Linked DNA regions of Mus musculus: regions 1, 2, 3 and 5 are each linked to region 4. The links are chromatin contacts, called in public promoter capture Hi-C maps. All regions are on one chromosome and are shown on one strand. Each heading gives the region's core, a stretch centred on a gene start, on an enhancer-like site or on the middle of the called end of the contact. The rest is flanking DNA. Distances are from core to core; before and after follow the strand shown.

Evidence for each region. Promoter capture Hi-C pulls out the DNA fragments that hold promoters and counts their contacts.
Region 1: a promoter capture Hi-C map of embryonic stem cells shows a contact between it and region 4, with 2.3 times the contacts expected there. The contact joins the promoter of Xist here to the promoter of Phka1 in region 4. A contact is called at or near these places in 2 of 39 promoter capture datasets (embryonic stem cells and liver).
Region 2: a contact with region 4 is called in a promoter capture Hi-C map of the 3T3-L1 cell line, with 2.4 times the contacts expected there. The contact joins the promoter of Nap1l2 here to the promoter of Phka1 in region 4. A contact is called at or near these places in 3 of 39 promoter capture datasets (the 3T3-L1 cell line, cranial neural crest and stem cell-derived epiblast-like cells).
Region 3: a promoter capture Hi-C map of embryonic stem cells shows a contact between it and region 4, with 3 times the contacts expected there. The contact joins the enhancer-like site here to the promoter of Phka1 in region 4. A contact is called at or near these places in 4 of 39 promoter capture datasets (the 3T3-L1 cell line, embryonic stem cells, hippocampal neurons and 1 more), 1 of 484 Hi-C or Micro-C datasets (embryonic stem cells) and 1 of 115 datasets of contacts at active chromatin or transcription factors (stem cell-derived neural progenitor cells).
Region 5: a contact with region 4 is called in a promoter capture Hi-C map of pre-B cells, with 5 times the contacts expected there. The contact joins the promoter of Rtl5 here to the promoter of Phka1 in region 4. A contact is called at or near these places in 3 of 39 promoter capture datasets (the C10 cell line, pre-B cells and stem cell-derived epiblast-like cells) and 1 of 115 datasets of contacts at active chromatin or transcription factors (large pre-B cells).

Annotation. Positions count from the first base shown.
Region 1 is chrX:103,481,551-103,485,239 of GRCm38.p6, reverse strand. Xist (inactive X specific transcripts) reads left to right here and starts at 2,007. Exons shown (of 8, transcript NR_001570.2): 1 at 2,007-3,689. It also overlaps Tsix and the pseudogene Gm14861.
Region 2 is chrX:103,184,929-103,188,295 of GRCm38.p6, reverse strand. It overlaps Nap1l2 (nucleosome assembly protein 1-like 2), which reads left to right and starts at 1,643. Exons shown (of 1, transcript NM_008671.3): 1 at 1,643-3,367. The coding sequence starts at 1,986. All of the region lies in intron 5 of 4930519F16Rik (RIKEN cDNA 4930519F16 gene), which reads left to right.
Region 3 is chrX:103,437,563-103,441,038 of GRCm38.p6, reverse strand. It overlaps Tsix. Among named protein-coding and RNA genes, the nearest start is that of Tsx, 25 kb to the right of the region's middle. Within about 2 kb of position 2,093, at least 8 of the 459 cell types and tissues checked have an H3K27ac peak or open chromatin away from gene starts, as enhancers often do. A contact at or near this core is called in embryonic stem cells, where this site is marked.
Region 4 is chrX:102,642,552-102,646,134 of GRCm38.p6, reverse strand. Phka1 (phosphorylase kinase alpha 1) reads left to right here and starts at 1,889. Exons shown (of 33, transcript NM_008832.2): 1 at 1,889-2,288. The coding sequence starts at 2,211.
Region 5 is chrX:102,069,778-102,073,206 of GRCm38.p6, reverse strand. Rtl5 (retrotransposon Gag like 5) reads left to right here and starts at 1,900. Exons shown (of 2, transcript NM_001278534.1): 1 at 1,900-3,429. The coding sequence starts at 2,345. Nhsl2 (NHS-like 2) reads right to left here. Exons shown (of 8, transcript NM_001163610.1): 2 at 1,728-1,883.

The sequences.
Region 1 (3,689 bases), core at 758-3,257, 840 kb before region 4:
TTTGAATTTGCATGGAGAATTCCTCAAGATTACTATTTTACCCCAGGTGCATTTTTAATCTTAATGTTAAGAATATGCAATGAGGCAGGCAGTGGTGGCACACACCTTTAATCCCAGCACTTGGGAGGTGGAGGCAGGTGGATTTCTAACTTCGAGGCCAGCCTGGTCTACAGAGTGAGTTCCAGGACATCTGGGGCTATACAGAGAAAACCTGCCTTGAAAAACAAAACAAACAAACAAACAAAGAATATGCAATAAATTACCTAGTTAAGTGTACAGGAATGGAGGTGTTTTTTAGAAAAATATTTATTTAATGTGAGTACACTGTCGGTCACTGTTCAGATACATCAGAAGAGGTTAGATATCGGATCCCACTACAGATGACTGTGAGCCACTACGAAGTTGTTGAGAATTGAACTCAGGCCCTCTGGAAGAGCAGTCAGCACTCCTAACCACTGAGCTATCTCTCCAGCCCAGGAACTGAGTTTTAGCACATATCCCTTCATGCTTTCTTGTGATAAGACTAAAAAGTGTCCCCGAAACCTGACATACCTTGATGTACACGGTGTGAGAAAGAATGATGAGGTTTGCAAGAATTGGGACTAAGTAAAACACAGAGACTAAATTTAACTCTTTAATTTGATGATTCTCTCTAGCATCCCCACAAAAATGATACACTGGCTTGCATAATCTGTGACCAGTACCTCGCAAGTTCTAAATTCTCTTTGTACAGCTCATTTAGAAGTTCTCGTTTATACAAAGCCATATCCATCGTGGAGCCAGGTGCTCTTAGCTGTGAAGAGCCCTTCCTTGGGTCTTTTTTCCCTAATATGTCCTATGTGACTTCTCACTGGTGATGCTTTTGGTGTGCTTGTTACTCTGATCCTGATCGCTCTGTCAACTAAAGTTAGACAAAGTAACCTTTACTTCTCAATTCAGATAGGAATCCTTTTGCACTCCAAGTTTGGCTTCAGATGCCTTGGAAAGATTCATGCTGCCACCTGCTGGTTTATTCAGTCTGTGTGCATCATTTATTTACTTGTTAATTTGTTTTTCTTTTGTTGAAACAGTTTATTTTGTAGCAGATATTTTTCCATCCCTACCTGAACCACCTCAATAGTAAGATTAGTGAATTGCTGGCACTTTGATCGTCCATAAGCAAACCAATTTTGTGTCCTTTATTATTCATGGGACGCCTAAAGGGAACTTAGAACAGACTGTGAATTATTTGTCAGCGTGAATCAACGAGACAACAATATCCTTTGATTTTCTAATACCCAGGGTGTCTGATCTCTTTCATGTGGATATTCATAGTTTGACAGTTAACAAAATTTGACAGTTCTTTTAAGTTAGCAGTGTCTCTGGGGCGAGTAAGATACCAATGAGCTATTATTCCCTCAGGCTTTGCTTTGGCATTTAGGAATTATTTTTCATTACTGCTAGCGAGTAACGTACTTCAGTGCGTTTTTGTCCCAAGGTATGGAGTCACCAGGTTCCCAGAGAAAGACTAAGATGCCAATGACCCAAAACTATGAGCGTAAGCCCACCAAATCGGTCACAACTAATACTCTGATAATTTAGGAACCAAGGAGCCATTTTGTGAGGCATTTCTACCCTTTCCTCTCCTCATCTGAGGTCGCCAACTAATGCAGAAGAACTTCTAGTGTCCAAGACGCGGAGCGATACATGGTTTGTCCAAGTAGAAGATATATTGAAATTTTGCATAGACAGGTGTGTGACCTAATGTACATTATTTAATGTTTATGTGGAAGTTCTACATAAACGTTTTTAGCTGTAAAATAGGATAATCCTTCATTATCGCGCAAAATAATGAAATTCACGCGTCATGTCACTGAGCTTACGTACCTCCATCTTTATTCATTTTAATTTTTTTATAATATAGTTAGACCTAAAGGTCCAATAAGATGTCAGAATTGCAATCTTTGTGGCCACTCCTCTTCTGGTCTCTCCGCCTTCAGCGCCGCGGATCAGTTAAAGGCGTGCAACGGCTTGCTCCAGCCATGTTTGCTCGTTTCCCGTGGATGTGCGGTTCTTCCGTGGTTTCTCTCCATCTAAGGAGCTTTGGGGGAACATTTTTAGTTCCCCTACCACCAAGCCTTATGGCTTATTTAAGAAAACATATCAAAATTCCACGAGATTTTTGACGTTTTGATATGTTCTGGTAAGATTTTTTTTTTGACATGTCCTCCATACTTTTTGATATTTGTAATATTTTCAGTCAATTTTTCATTTTTAAGGAATATTTCTTTGTTGTGCCTTTTGGTTGATACTTGTGTGTGTATGGTGGACTTACCTTTCTTTCATTGTTTATATATTCTTGCCCATCGGGGCCACGGATACCTGTGTGTCCTCCCCGCCATTCCATGCCCAACGGGGTTTTGGATACTTACCTGCCTTTTCATTCTTTTTTTTTCTTATTATTTTTTTTTCTAAACTTGCCCATCTGGGCTGTGGATACCTGCTTTTATTCTTTTTTTCTTCTCCTTAGCCCATCGGGGCCATGGATACCTGCTTTTTGTAAAAAAAAAAAAAAAAACAAAAAAACCTTTCTCGGTCCATCGGGACCTCGGATACCTGCGTTTAGTCTTTTTTTCCCATGCCCAACGGGGCCTCGGATACCTGCTGTTATTATTTTTTTTTCTTTTTCTTTTGCCCATCGGGGCTGTGGATACCTGCTTTAAATTTTTTTTTTCACGGCCCAACGGGGCGCTTGGTGGATGGAAATATGGTTTTGTGAGTTATTGCACTACCTGGAATATCTATGCCTCTTATTTGCGTGTACTGTTGCTGCTGATCGTTTGGTGCTGTGTGAGTGAACCTATGGCTTAGAAAAACGACTTTGCTCTTAAACTGAGTGGGTGTTCAGGGCGTGGAGAGCCCGCGTCCGCCATTATGGCTTCTGCGTGATACGGCTATTCTCGAGCCAGTTACGCCAAGAATTAGGACACCGAGGAGCACAGCGGACTGGATAAAAGCAACCAATTGCGCTGCGCTAGCTAAAGGCTTTCTTTATATGTGCGGGGTTGCGGGATTCGCCTTGATTTGTGGTAGCATTTGCGGGGTTGTGCTAGCCGGAAGTAGAAAGCCAAGGAGTGCTCGTATTAGTGTGCGGTGTTGCGCGGAAGCCGCAGAGGACTAGGGGATAGGGCTCAGCGTGGGTGTGGGGATTGGGCAGGGTGTGTGTGCATATGGACCCCTGGCGCGGTCCCCCGTGGCTTTAAGGGCTGCTCAGAAGTCTATAAAATGGCGGCTCGGGGGCTCCACCCGAGGCTCGACAGCCCAATCTTTGTTCTGGTGTGTAGCAATGGATTATAGGACATTTAGGTCGTACAGGAAAAGATGGCGGCTCAAGTTCTTGGTGCGGTATAACGCAAAGGGCTTTGTGTGTCACATGTCAGCTTCATGTCTGAGTTAGCCTGGAGAGGTGGCACATGCTCTTGAATGTGTCTAAGATGGCGGAAGTCATGTGACCTGCCCTCTAGTGGTTTCTTTCAGTGATTTTTTTTTTGGCGGGCTTTAGCTACTTGGCGGGCTTTGCCCGAGGGTACACTTGGTGCATTATGGTAGGGTGTGGTTGGTCCTACCTTGTGCCACTCGAAGCTGAGGCAAGGCTAAGTGGAAGTGTTGGTTGCCACTTGACGTAACTCGTCAGAAATGGGCACAAGTGT
Region 2 (3,367 bases), core at 394-2,893, 540 kb before region 4:
TTTCTAACTTTCTGCTAATGTATATGTTCTCCTCTGAACATGGGTATGCAAAATCTGAGACTGCTTTCAAGTTTATATCTCTATCACTATCTATCTAATCTATGTATCTATCTATGTCTCTATGTCTCTATGTATCTATCTATCTATCTATCTATCTATCTATCTATCTATCTATCATGTATGTATGTATGTATGTATGTATGTATGTATGTATCTATATCCAGAAGTGGGATTGCTTGAACACATGATAATCATGTTTAATGCGTTGAGATATTGCTATACTGATTTTCATTGTCCTTACTTTCACCACTGCTTGCTATTTTCTGTATTTTAAGCTATCTCAATCGGTATGAAATAGTATCTAGTTATGATTTTGACTTATATTTACATAACTAATGATACTGGTCATCTTTAAAAACAAATTTTGAAAAATTTCTTTATTATTGGATGGGTGTCATCAAGGTGAGTTCTAAGGAACATGTGTGGCAGCCAGGGTGCAACTGGACAGAGTCAGTTCTCTCCTTCAACATTTGCATGGCTTTAGCATTTTCCAGGTTTATACAACAAGCACCTTCACCCACCAAGATATCTTACTGCCCCTTTCCTAGAGGAAATTTTAATTTACTGCATAGTCTTCTATTGCATGAATCTTCTATCATATATTTAACTCTCTCTTTAGTGCTAATATTTTTATTATTTCCAATAAACTTCAAAATGTCAAGCAAATTCTGTGATTTTAAAAAACAAAATAGTACTTTATATTTGGTTTTTCTTTGTAAAATTCCTAATGGCTTTCCTTTTGTTTGTTTTGTTTTTGGGTTTTTAAGACAAAATTTCATGTAGTCCAAGCTAACCCAGAACTGCTATATGTGGAGGCTACTCCTGAACTTCTGATTTTCCATCTCAGTGCTGTGATTACAGGCTAAAACAACATCACATAAGGGAAAGTGGAAAGACAGTTTAGGACTGGGGTATTATCCTATACGCTCACTAGTCATATAGCTGGCTCTTTTACAAAAGGCTTCAACACCCCTCCCCCCACACTTTAGTCATCCGTCATCTCTTCCTCATCAGGAAATATTATGAGAATTTTCCCATTTAAAATCACACAGGTTGTGAAAATTACAGAAACCAGGGTACAGAATATTTAAACCACTGTCAGTTACATCATCCAAAGGCCACCTATGCTTATTTTTGGTAATTTTAAACCTCAAAGGATCTCTTTGTGGGCTCCTCCACTACCCTCCTCTCTTTCCCAGAGCCTCAGGTTATAACCAAAGGGATAGACTAAAGACAATCCAGTACCTTGCCCATTTTTTTCATTCCTTGTCACTGTTTCCATATAGCTCTTTTGAAATTATGAACATATAGTATCAGTTGAAAACGGAATGAATGATACTGCATTTCTGCAAAATTCCACAGGCTATAGGGTGGAAGATGAGCCATAGGTGGAGGAATCAGCCATATTAGAGAATCTGGGAAGGCAAGAGGTGTTGAAATTTTGATTCATCTACTAATTTACTGGCTCAGGATTTGTCAATCACTGCAGCCTGGCAAATGAGATTAGAGAAGAGTCCTGGGAGGGAAGGGGTGACGCAGCAACCTGCATACACTTAAAAAAAAAGAGCTGAGAGACAACTGCGTAATCATACTGCGGCACCAGTTCCTCCATCCCTCCGCCCCCGAGTGGCTGGAGCAGCTGCTTGCGGAGGTCTGCCCACTGCGGCTCTCTGCAGTCTCTAGCCTGTTCCTTCAGGGCCTAGAGTCTCCGCCCAGACAGCCGGTTTCAATTCTGCTATCCCAGCTTCAGCACCGTCTTTTATCCCCACTGCTTGCTGCCTGCCATCAGTGCAGCCGCCGCCGCCTCTTGGTTCATCTCTGCCAGATCATCGCGCATCTGCTGTATTGGTGAGTCTTCCTGCGGAGGTCAGGTCTCCTGATCTGCGGGCTTAGCCACCATAAGTGCAGGCGATCGTTTGAAAACAATGGCTGAATCAGTCGACCATAAAGAACTGTCTGAATCCAACCAAGAAGAGCTTGGCAGCCAGGTAATGGCGGAGGGGCCCGGGGAAAGTCAGGACCGCAGTGAAGGTGTCTCCATTGAGCCTGGAGATGGCGGGCAACATGGTGAAGAAACCGTGGCTGCTGGAGTAGGGGAAGAGGGAAAAGGTGAAGAAGCTGCTGCAGGGTCTGGGGAAGATGCTGGGAAGTGCGGAGGCACTGATGAGGACTCAGACTCAGACCGTCCAAAAGGACTTATCGGTTATCTTTTAGATACCGATTTCGTTGAAAGTCTCCCAGTGAAAGTTAAGTGCCGAGTGCTAGCTCTTAAAAAGCTTCAAACAAGAGCTGCCCATTTGGAATCCAAATTCCTGAGGGAATTTCATGACATTGAAAGGAAGTTTGCTGAAATGTACCAACCCTTACTAGAAAAAAGACGACAGATCATCAATGCAGTCTATGAGCCCACAGAAGAGGAATGTGAGTATAAATCGGACTGTGAGGACTATTTTGAGGAGGAGATGGATGAGGAGGAAGAGACTAACGGCAACGAAGACGGTATGGTGCATGAATACGTGGATGAAGATGATGGTTATGAGGACTGTTATTATGATTATGATGACGAGGAAGAAGAGGAGGAGGAAGATGACAGCGCTGGGGCCACCGGAGGAGAAGAGGTTAACGAAGAGGATCCTAAGGGGATTCCGGATTTTTGGTTGACTGTTTTAAAAAATGTTGAAGCACTCACTCCTATGATTAAGAAATATGATGAGCCTATTCTGAAGCTGCTGACAGATATTAAAGTGAAGCTTTCGGATCCCGGGGAGCCTCTCAGCTTCACACTCGAATTTCACTTCAAGCCCAATGAATATTTTAAAAATGAGCTGTTGACAAAGACTTATGTGCTGAAGTCAAAGCTTGCATGCTACGATCCCCACCCTTATAGGGGAACTGCCATTGAGTACGCCACTGGCTGCGACATAGATTGGAACGAAGGGAAGAATGTCACTTTGAGAACCATCAAGAAGAAGCAGAGACATCGCGTCTGGGGAACTGTCCGAACTGTGACTGAAGATTTTCCCAAGGACTCTTTCTTCAATTTCTTCTCTCCTCATGGGATCAGCTTAAATGGAGGGGATGAAAATGATGATTTTTTACTTGGTCATAATCTGCGTACTTACATAATTCCAAGATCAGTGTTATTTTTCTCAGGAGATGCACTTGAATCTCAGCAGGAGGGTGTAGTTAGGGAAGTTAATGACGAAATATATGACAAAATTATTTATGATGATTGGATGGCTGCAATTGAAGAGGTTAAAGCCTGTTGCAAAAATCTTGAGGCATTAGTAGAAGATATTGATCGTTA
Region 3 (3,476 bases), core at 844-3,343, 790 kb before region 4:
TGGTGTTTTGCTATTTGGTCACTAGGTGGCAGTATAAGCCCAGGTTTGTGCTACAGACTTAAAGCCATAAAAAGGAGCTTGGTTGGTCATATTTTTACAAATACAAATATTTGTAGTACCTTGGATGACTTTAGATGGATGCAGTCCTCTGCAGTGATCTATACTATAGTTTATATGTAACTCCAATTAAAGGCATTTCAAATCAGACTGGATTAGCATGGATACATTTTTGGGCTGTTAGCTCCGTTCTATTTTGTTTACATATGTTTCTTTTTTCACTCTTAGGGAAACTCATTCCAACAGTCCCACAGCTTCTTGTCAGAGGTCCTCGATAAATATTAAAAGGTTGAATTGAAACACAGCAAGTTGTAACACATCACACACATGTATACATATATACATGTATACAGCAACCATATGCTAGCTCATAGCACATGGTAGCCCGCAACCCTCTATAATGGCATCTGATTCTCTCTTTCATTGTCCATGAAGACAGAGAACACATATAGATTGAGTAAATAAACAAGTAAATAAATGATCTTTATACACATACCTCTAGGGAAAACAATATGAATATAGCTCTCATAAATTCTCAAAAACAAATTTAAAAATAAAAAAAGAACTTAACCACATAGAATTATACTAGAAATAAAAGCAAAAAGATATAGGGAAAATTCACAAATGCATCGAAATACAATTTGCCTAAACATCCAAAGAATGAAAGAAGGGAAATTATAAAATATGAAGATGGATAAAAGCATCTCAAAGTAGCAGCAGACCAGAAGTTGTAGCATGGAGTAATAGTTGTAATAGGAAATTTATACTTGTAAATACTGACATAAAAGAAACATTAAAAAGACAGTTAAAAAAAATGGGTGCTGTAAATCTGACCAAGAACCCACAACTTGGACACTCAAAGACCCTTGGGGTGATAGTGGTGGACCATCCATTATTATTTTGCTTATCAGACACATCGTCTAACTCCTCTCTAAATACAGACCTCCAACGGGAGAGGCTGGCTCAGTGGTTGAGAGCACTGGCTGCTTGCTCTTCCAGAGCACCTGAATGCAATTCCTAGCAACCACATGGTGGCTCAAAGCACATGGTGGCCCACAACCATCTACAATGGGATCTAATTTCCTCTTTCATTGTCCATGAAGACAGAGAACACATATACATTAAGTAAATAAAGAAACGAACAAATAAATGATCTTTTAAATGAATACTTCTAGACCCATGGATTAGGGTAGCTCTCAGACCTCCCCAGAGACACTTCTTTGTGTAGTGACCAGGGCTTTGATGTGGTCAAAATGGAGAGAATAGTATCTGTAGAGTGTGAAGGGTGCTCAGTTCTAAATGGAGCATCTATATCACACAGTTACATGCAAACCTCAGAGAAAATCACTTAAGACAGGGGCCATCTGGGCTGGGGGTTAAGCAGCAGTGACAGGACCGGTGCTCAGGAGCTCACAGCAGCTGTGATTCCAATACTAGGGGAGGTACTCGATCTACCGCTGAGGAGCCATTGGGAGTTAATGGTGTGGCCCTCTGATAGATCCATCAACCTGCAATGGATGACCCCATCTCCATGCATATATGGTTGGTTGGCACAAACGGGACCCAGTGTGTTATTAAAAAACAAAAACACCATTAAAAAAACCACCACACCAGGCCAAAGCCATCATTTTTAGCATCACAAAAAAAATTGAATAAAATGAACAATTTCTTCGACTCTATCAGGGAAATAACATTCCCCAAATTACAAAGTCTCTTAGAGAGAGCAGCGACTTGCTGATGAGTGAGAAAACAGCTCCTGTCCACAGACAGTGTGAACACAGGAAAACAAACTGACGCTTTCTTGGAAGGTTTGTTTGAATAAATTTAATAATAAGATAATCCAGGCTATATCCAGCGAGCAATACACTTTTGTGACTTTTCTTCATAGGAGCCCTAGAGCATGTTTTTTAGTGAAAATGATCTCCATAGGGATTGGAACAGAAAGAGAAAAGGAAGCATTCTGAAACACCCCCATAGCAGTCTGCTCTCCTAGCTTCAGCCTCAGACAAACGTGACTCATTAGAAATTCAAGTAACTGAGTCCCTTAATCCCCAGGCTGACATGCAACTCCTGAGCTCGAACATTGCCCCACCTTAGCTTTCATAAGACTCAAACCGACCTGAAGGGAGGGAAAAAAAAGCCCAATTCTAGCCCACCACGCTTCTGCTTAACCGACGGGAAGGAAAACTGTACAAGACCCAAGAAGAATCGCTGTGATGACCACAGTTGAGTGGCATAGATACAGCTAATGAACACCCTGCCACCATCAAGGCCTCCTGTAATATCAGAGAAATACAATAACGTGTCATACAACTCAGAACTAATTCAAGAAGTCTCTAGAGCAACCAAAGCAACAAATTAGGAAAAATAAAGACACTTGGAACATTCTCCAACCTGGGATCCCTCTGGCTGTATCAAACAGTGGACACATGGTATAGCCCTCATTTTCAACCACATCAAACACTGTATGTAAAGCTTACTAAAACAAAAAAATCTCAGCTAGAAAATACAGATCAGAACCAAATTCAGGCGTGGTAGACATCTGCAAGGATTAGATGGTACATCTAATTATGATTAACATGGTAAAAGTGCTAAAACAAAACAAAACGGTAGACTGGTTTTGACCCCCGGACAAGGGACAGAAGTGCTTATTTTACATATCAATGCAGACCTGGCTTCCAGGTTCTACTAGCAGCGTTCAGTCCCTGCCTGATATACCTTGTTCCCAACCTTGAACTTTCCAGTTCAGGGGCTTAGCTGCCCTTCCACAAGACGTTCTTTCCAATGTTATCTAGACATTTTGCGCCCCACCCTTCTCCTCTCTGCACGAGCGCACCCCTTCTTCCCTTTTCTCCTCTCCCCTCTCCCCATGGCAACTCCTCAATCCTTGAAGCCAGTGAACTCCCCGAGAGCAGTTCCCCAATAAGCCTACCTTTAATGCAATCGGACTTGAATAGTCTCGTTTCACGGGCAGAGAAGTCATTGATCGGAGACAACATGCATGAATAGGAGACCAACACCATCAACACAACCGATGCTCAAAATCAATAGCATTAAGAAGTGAGCATTCATAAAGATTTGGAAGCTAACACTTCAGAGCACACTCCAGAAGAACAAATGGGGTGTGAGGGGAAGGGATTTAGTTAGGGATTTTGCTTGTCATTGGCGGTGCATCTCTGCAATCCCCCAAATCTGGAAGGCTGAGGAGGATCAGAAGCTCAAAGGCTGCCTGGAATGCGTGGGGAGAATCTCCCTCTACCAATAAAGAGACAAACAATGCCAGACAAGCAGAATGTATCAGGAGACAACTGGAAATGGGATAAAGATACAAGATAATACCTAAAACCTAATGGAATGAATGAAGCTAAAGCCGCACAAAGGTGTGTGTATTGGGGGGTGGGGGGAGTTACAGATGCGCA
Region 4 (3,583 bases), core at 640-3,139:
ACTAATATATATTAATCAGAAGTTTATCTACTTAACAGGGCCATTATATAAGGTATATAATAAAAATTCCAACTTATTAAAGGGAGAAAATGTAGTGTTCGGGTTAACATAAGCTGTTACAGTTTTGTTTCTCAATATCAAACAGCATCCTGGTTTTCATGCACCAAGCTCTTGTGAGGTAGTCAGCATGAGTCAGCCTCCTGGGTCTTACTGGTTCTGGGACACTGAGCAGATCAAGTTTCTAAGACTACAAGACTGAAAGTCTAAATTGGACCAAGGATAAAAGCACCAGGGCAATGCCAGCCAACAGGGTCTGCTGATAGCCAGCTAGCTATCATTCTTAGTGATGCCACACCTCTGCCATTCCTAATCCAGTCATGCTATCATGAGGTGAAGGGAGGTCTATGCATAAGGAATATAAAGAGTAGAAAGAAGATAGTGGTGTGGGGAATTATGATTTCAATATTTTATTTCACCTTTTTGTATTTTGCAATTTTTCTTTAATGATCATATACTACTTTAATGTTTGAAAATGTGCTTAAATATCAAGGTGAAGAAAAACTAGACGACAGACACTTGAAGGGGACCAGGGTAGAGAAAAAGGTTTCTGAGCCTATAGTCTGAGTGAGGGCAAGATATCAGGGAGTTAGGGGCATAGGCAGGAGGGTGTTCTCTCCAAACCGAACTCCCTTTCCCAGTGTACTAAGGACATGAAGTGCTGTACTGGCCAGCCATCGCATTTGCGTAGGTTGTGACTGCAATGGGAAACTATTTGCTGGAGAAGTCCGTGCCACTGTGTTGAACTGCATCATTGACTGGCTGTTCAACCTGAGCACTTGAGCACTCACCTTTCATCACCATTATCAGATATTCACTAGTCACCTTCCAAGGTGCCTGACTATACGCTATACTGCCTGAGGAAGAAGCTGCAGCAGAGACAAAGGTGGCAGTGGCGCAGAGGCAGCTTGTAAGAAGAGAAGAAACTTAGGAGAGGAAAAAAAAAATAGAACGAAAATGCAAAATCACTGTGGGCAGAGTGAGGTGGCCAAGGAAGGCTTAGATTTAGAACTTGAAAGGTCAAGAGACAGTCTTATTCTCTTACCCGGCAAATCAGAAAGCAGGTGGTACTCCTGCTGAGCCCAGAAGAAGTTTGGGAGGGCTATGAGTAAAGGTTAGGGGTTGGGACAGTAGAGCTCGGAAGCATAAGCCCTTTGGGGACCGCCTGCCAGAGGCAGATTCCTCAAGCTCCTCACTGTATCCTCGGCAGCCTTCTTCCCCAGCCCTCCTCAGTCACTTTAATTTCAGCTGAATGTTTGTTCTTTGGGCCTAGTCACCTATACTTTACGAGGAAGCTTTCCAAAGCAGATAACTCCCACTGTCAGCTGTCCCATCAAGAGCACCCTCAGCCACTGCTTGGCTCCCTATTCTGCTCTCAGCCTGCCTGACACTTGCTTCCTCAAAGCTCCCTAACCGCTGCGGATTCGCGCATCTTTAAGGAGGAGCTAAAGAACTCCTTAGGGAGCTGGGGGTTTTTGTTTGTGTGTTTATTTGGTTGGTTGGTTGGTTGGTTGGTTTCAGAGTGTGGCGCTTAATCCGACTTTTTGCTCCTGAAGATCCGGAAATGGAATCGTTCAGTCCCAGTCTCTCAGTTTTGAAGAGTTCCTGAGGGTTCCTAAAACTAGTCCTTCAGAAGTAAGAGCAACAGCCTGTGCGCACAACCGTGCAAAATTAAAATAGTCACTTGTAGTGTTTCGAAAATAACTCCCCCGGGGGGGCGGGGAGAGCACAGCGCCTCGGGCGACACATTCTGGGCGGAGGGTGGCGGGCTACTGGCCCGTGGGCGTAGCGCGCAGCTGCAGGACCCACGCCCCGCCCCCGCACGCTCGCCAAGGGAGGCGGCACCCGGGGCGCTGACCCGCTGCTGTCGCCGGCCTTCAGTCTCAGGGCCGCCCCGGTCTCCTTCAGTCAAGCGGAGGATGCCGGTGCGCCACCCGGGGACCACGGGAGACTGAGTGGAGACGGGGTCTTTGCCGGCCGAAGCCTAGACCGCGGGAGGCTGAGCCGCGGCCTGAAGTGGACTCTGAGGCCGCCGGAACCAGGTGACGCGCGGGAACCATTGGCCACACGAGCAAGGGAGCGTTTAGAAGGTTTCCGTAGGCCTGGCGTCCGAGCTTCCCGTGTGTGCAGTGGGGGATTAGGGACGTGGCACCATGAGGAGCCGCAGTAACTCGGGAGTCCGCCTGGACGGCTATGCTCGGCTGGTGCATCAGACCATCCTGTGCCATCAGGTAAGTGTAGGTAAGGGTGAAGTGTGAGCTCCGGACACTGACTCTGGGTGAACCCTGAACGCATTTGTCTCTGGAGAGACCTTAAAGGATCCCGAAGGAAAGTTGCATGTTGAACTTGGAGTAAAATCAAAGTGTGGCATGGAGAATCACAATCCCCCACCCTCGACCCCTCTGCAGTGATTCCAGAGTGATGGTTTCTGAGCTCAGACAGAATGCCACCCCTTCCCCCAACTCCCCACCCTCCCAACTATGGCAGGATTCCAGGGACAGAGTTTCAAGAAATAACACTTTTTTATTGCCCTCACCCCAGGTTTGGGCCATCTACTTCCACTCCACTTCCCCAAAGATGTATGAGAACATAGAGCATCCTAAGAGACCTTAGACTACTGTGAAGGTCAAGGCACTTTGTACATACTTTTAAACAGTTTTGCACAGTGGCTCAGGCTGGCCTTGAACTTGGGATTTTCCTGCCATAGCCTTCACAGTTTGGACAACAGACCACAAGCCAGTGGGTTTTTTTGTTTGTTTCCTAAGCCGTTGTTGTTTTATTTCTTCCTTTGTTGAGAGGATTTTACCTTGTAGCCCATGCTGACCTCAAACTCCCCATCCTCGAGCTTCATCTCCCCATTGCTGGGGTAACAGGTATGCGCCACTGCACCTGGTTTATATGTGCTCTTTGGAGTTGTTGGTTTTTGAAACCAAGTCTGTCTTTGTAGCCCACGATGGCCTGAAACTCACTATGTAGCTGGCCTCGAAGGAGCGTCAGTCTGGAGAATTATAGGCTATAAGGCACTGCACCTGGCTGTATATATTTCTAGATTTCTTTCCTACTCCTTTACTTCAGACTTTTCGTTGCTAGTTGAATTTAACTTTTATATTTATTTTTCTTTTAAAATGCACTTAGTGGCATCCTTAGTACTACATTTGATAATACCCCTAATAATGCCTTTATTTTAATAATACCTGTGTTTTGGACTTGTAAGCTTTCAGCCAGCTCTTTCCTTATTCTTAAGATAGTGCATGGAAATAGAAGAAACTTTCTCATCTCATATAAATATGTTCTGCAATGCTGATTAGCAGCAGTAGCAGCACACTGACTAGTCCATACTACTTTATTATATATATATATATAGTTGAAACTTGCTGAGAGAGGAGATCCCTCCTATCAAAAAGTGAGGTAATAGATGTATTAACTTGATTGTCATTTCACAGTACATTCATGTATGTATCAAATCGTCATGTTGTATACAGTAAATATGTACAGCTTTTATTGTCAGTTATAACTCAGTAAAGCT
Region 5 (3,429 bases), core at 651-3,150, 570 kb after region 4:
AAATGGAAAAGGGCTTGGTTTCCAGGACCATGAGAGTAGAGGAAGAAAGAAAGTCAGTAAATCCAAGCTGTGCTGCTTTGGGGACCAAGCTTTCTCTTAGTGGTCCCCACCTTAAGTGCTCAACTGGAAGCCCACACCTAGGACATCCTTTGCTAAAGTTCCATTCTCTGAGGCTCTGCAGCTCTTCAGCTGTTCTCCAGCACTGCTCAGGAGCAATGTGCATGAAGCCGGAAGAGAACCACACTGAGAAGTCCAGTCTGGAACCCTGCCTTGGATTGCAAGAACTTATGTTTGCTTTGTTTTTCTTTGAGACAAAGTTTTACATGTAGCCCAGGCTGGCTTCAGAACTCAAGATCCTCCTGCCTCAGTCTCTTGAGTGCTGGAGTTACATACAGGCTTGTGCCGCCATACCTGGCCGCAAGAACTCACGATTGATGTTTTCTAGGTCTGGTTCCACTGTGGGTGGGGTCAGGTCTAGGGAGGCTAAAAGTCAGGAAACCGAAGGTGGTGGCATAGAAGACAGCCAAGTTCATGGACACATGATGACGGAAGTATGTGTAAGATGTGAACGGGCCTGACCAAAGCCATGGCTTAGATGACATGCAGAAAGTGAGAGGTCAGAATGGACATTCCAGGCTCTGTGTGCTCTGAATCTGGTGCTGAGGCTGCTCTCAGGGCTGATTCTCTGCAGCAATGTCTGCGCTCTCTGCTCCGATTCCCTCTTCAGAAGCCCTTCCAGGTGCTCTTAAGTCTCAGGGCAGATACCCAAAGAGCACTCTTCCCTTTGAACTGTGGCCCCTGGGCATGTTGGAAAAGTTTTTCTTTGTCTGGAGGTGGAGGTCTGCCTCTCTCTGAGTTTCTGCTTCCTGGTCCTAATTCTACCTTTGCTAAACTAGCACATTCACTCCCCTCCCCCTCTTGCATGGTAGCTCTTCCTTGTTGGACACAGGGCTCATGATTATCTCTTAGCATCTTGCTTCTCTAAGGTCACTACTGCCCTTTTCGGGGAGCTGGGGGTTTCCACTGTATCCCCCTTGGGAGGCCCATCAGATGTTTTCTGTTCTGCACTGGGATTAATATATGCTGGCACGGAGATATAAGAACTGACAAGATATTTTGTACATTTCGTATCCATTGGGCACCTCCTGGGGGAATTCAGCCCTGTGTCCAGTGTCTCTGAAAAACTCAAGTAGTAAGAGAAACTCAAAGGTACAAGAGATGGCTTTTTTTTTTTTTTTGTGGTGCTGGACATAGAAGCTTGGGCCTTGCACATGCTACCACTAAGCTACATCCTCAGCTTGGAGAGATATATGGAGGAGCTCATTGTGGTTGGGAGGTTATTACAAGAGCAGAGTGTGTGAAGTCCAGGTAAGGAGAAACCCCTTTGTTTTCTGGTGCCAGCATCCCAAGGCATGGGCTATATAACAGGAGGGCTGGAAGGAATGTGGGTCCCCATTGAGGGAGTCTCCCATTTCCTTCTCCGTGAATTGCTTGACCACTACCCTGTCTCAGCCTGTATCCTTTCTCCCTTTATGGACTACTGAACCAAAAAGGGAGGGAGGAAGGGAGCAACAGCACTGGAAACAGAATGTTAGCATCATCAGTCTGGAAGGTGAAAAGAGAGATGGTTTGGAACTGTTTTCTTTTCTTTTGCTGCTCCCCATTTCTTCTTTGCCTCCCTCCTGCTGCGCAGCTGCCTCTAAGGCAGCCCCCCACCCTCGCAGTACCTTGCAACAGGCTCTGGAGATTGAGCTGCGCCTCGCGAAGCAGTTCCTCTACACTCGGGGGCCTGCCCGAGGAGAGGAACACGTTCACTGGCTGTCGCCATGACGACCTCGAGTGGGCAGTCGCTGTCGCATTTTCCCGACCCGAGTTAGCTGCAGCTAGGGAAGGAGAGAGTGAGTGAGAGCGCAGCCGCGGGAGCCAGTGGGCTCCCTCGGTTCCCGAAGGCCCGCCCCTGCGGGGGGCGCGCGTAGCTGAGCTTAAAAGGCGAGAGGGATCGCTGTCTGCAAGATTTTTCCTCGACAGATCCTGCCGCAGTCCCTTCCCTCCTACTCTGCCTGCCTCTGTTGGCGTCACCTCTGCCAGCGTCTCGTCTGTCTCCTGCGCCTGCCGCCTCCAGGTCCCGAGCTGCTGCCTGCTCTCTCTCCGACCCCTGCCACGAGGTAACGCGTCCCGGACCGAGCCCCTGTGGGTGTGGCCCGGGCTCGCTTGCGCCGGGTCGCCCTGTCGCCGCACGTTGGTCTCCTCCCACGCCCACCTCCTCATTTCTGCCTCCTCCTGCACTCCCCATAACTCCCTACCCCCAAGTGCCCAGCACTCAAAGCCCCAGGAACTTGTCACAATGTCTGAAGCGGCGGGAAATCTCAATAGCCTCCGCTTGGCGAATGTGGCCCTGCGAGAGGAGTTAAATGCCCTTCGAGGAGAGAATGTCCAGCTGGGCCTGCAGCTCGGAAGAGCCTTGGCCGAGGTTAATTCCTTGCGGGGCAATGTCTCGAGCTACATCCGCTGGCCCATGCCCATAGTACCGGTCCTTGCCGAGGAGAACTTTGAGTTCCTGCTCAATGAGACTGATCCCACTCCTGAGGAGGAGGAAGAGGAGGAGGAGGAGGTGCCTTTCCTGTGCTGGCCTCCTCCACGCACAGATCCCGAGTACGTCTCAGATGATCTTTTGATTAATGTGGTCCAGGACTATACCAACCCCGACGGGTCCAGTGACCCTCCTCTGTCACCCAGCCCGTCCCAGCCGGAACTGCACTCCCCCATGTTAAAGGAGCCAACCTTTGAGTTCCTTTTGCCACCGCTGGAGCGGCCAGACATAGAACCCTTTTCAGGCGACCCAGTGTACCTGGCTGAATTTCTGATGCAGCTAGAGACTTTCATAGCAGATCACGAGGATCACTTCCCTGGGGGCGCGGAACGGGTGGCATTTCTCATCTCCTTTTTCACAGGGGAAGCGAGAGACTGGGCTATCTCAGTCACTCAGGAAGGAAGCTCCTTGCATGCCAACTTCCCGCGCTTCCTGGATGAAATCCGTAAGGAATTCTGTGGCCCCATCCCCTCACGCGTGGCTAAAAAGGCCATACGCAAGCTCAAGCAGGGAAACTGTACCCTGGGCAGCTATGCAGATGCTTTTCAGTTCTTGGCCCAGTTCTTGTCTTGGGATGACTGTCGCCTCCAAAACCAATTTCTCAAAGGCTTGTCAGAAATTTTTCGAAAGGAACTCTTATGGTCAACTGAAGTGGCCGACCTGGATGAGCTGATTCTTGAGTGTGTCAAGATAGAAAGGAAAGTGCGTGTCCCCAAGACAGCCTCGCTCACTGGAGTTCAAAATAGCTGCTGCCCCTTTGCACTAATTCCTAATGAGGATGAAAATGAAGGTGTGGAGTTCTACAGTGAAAATGAGGGTGAGGGTGAAGAGGCAGGCGG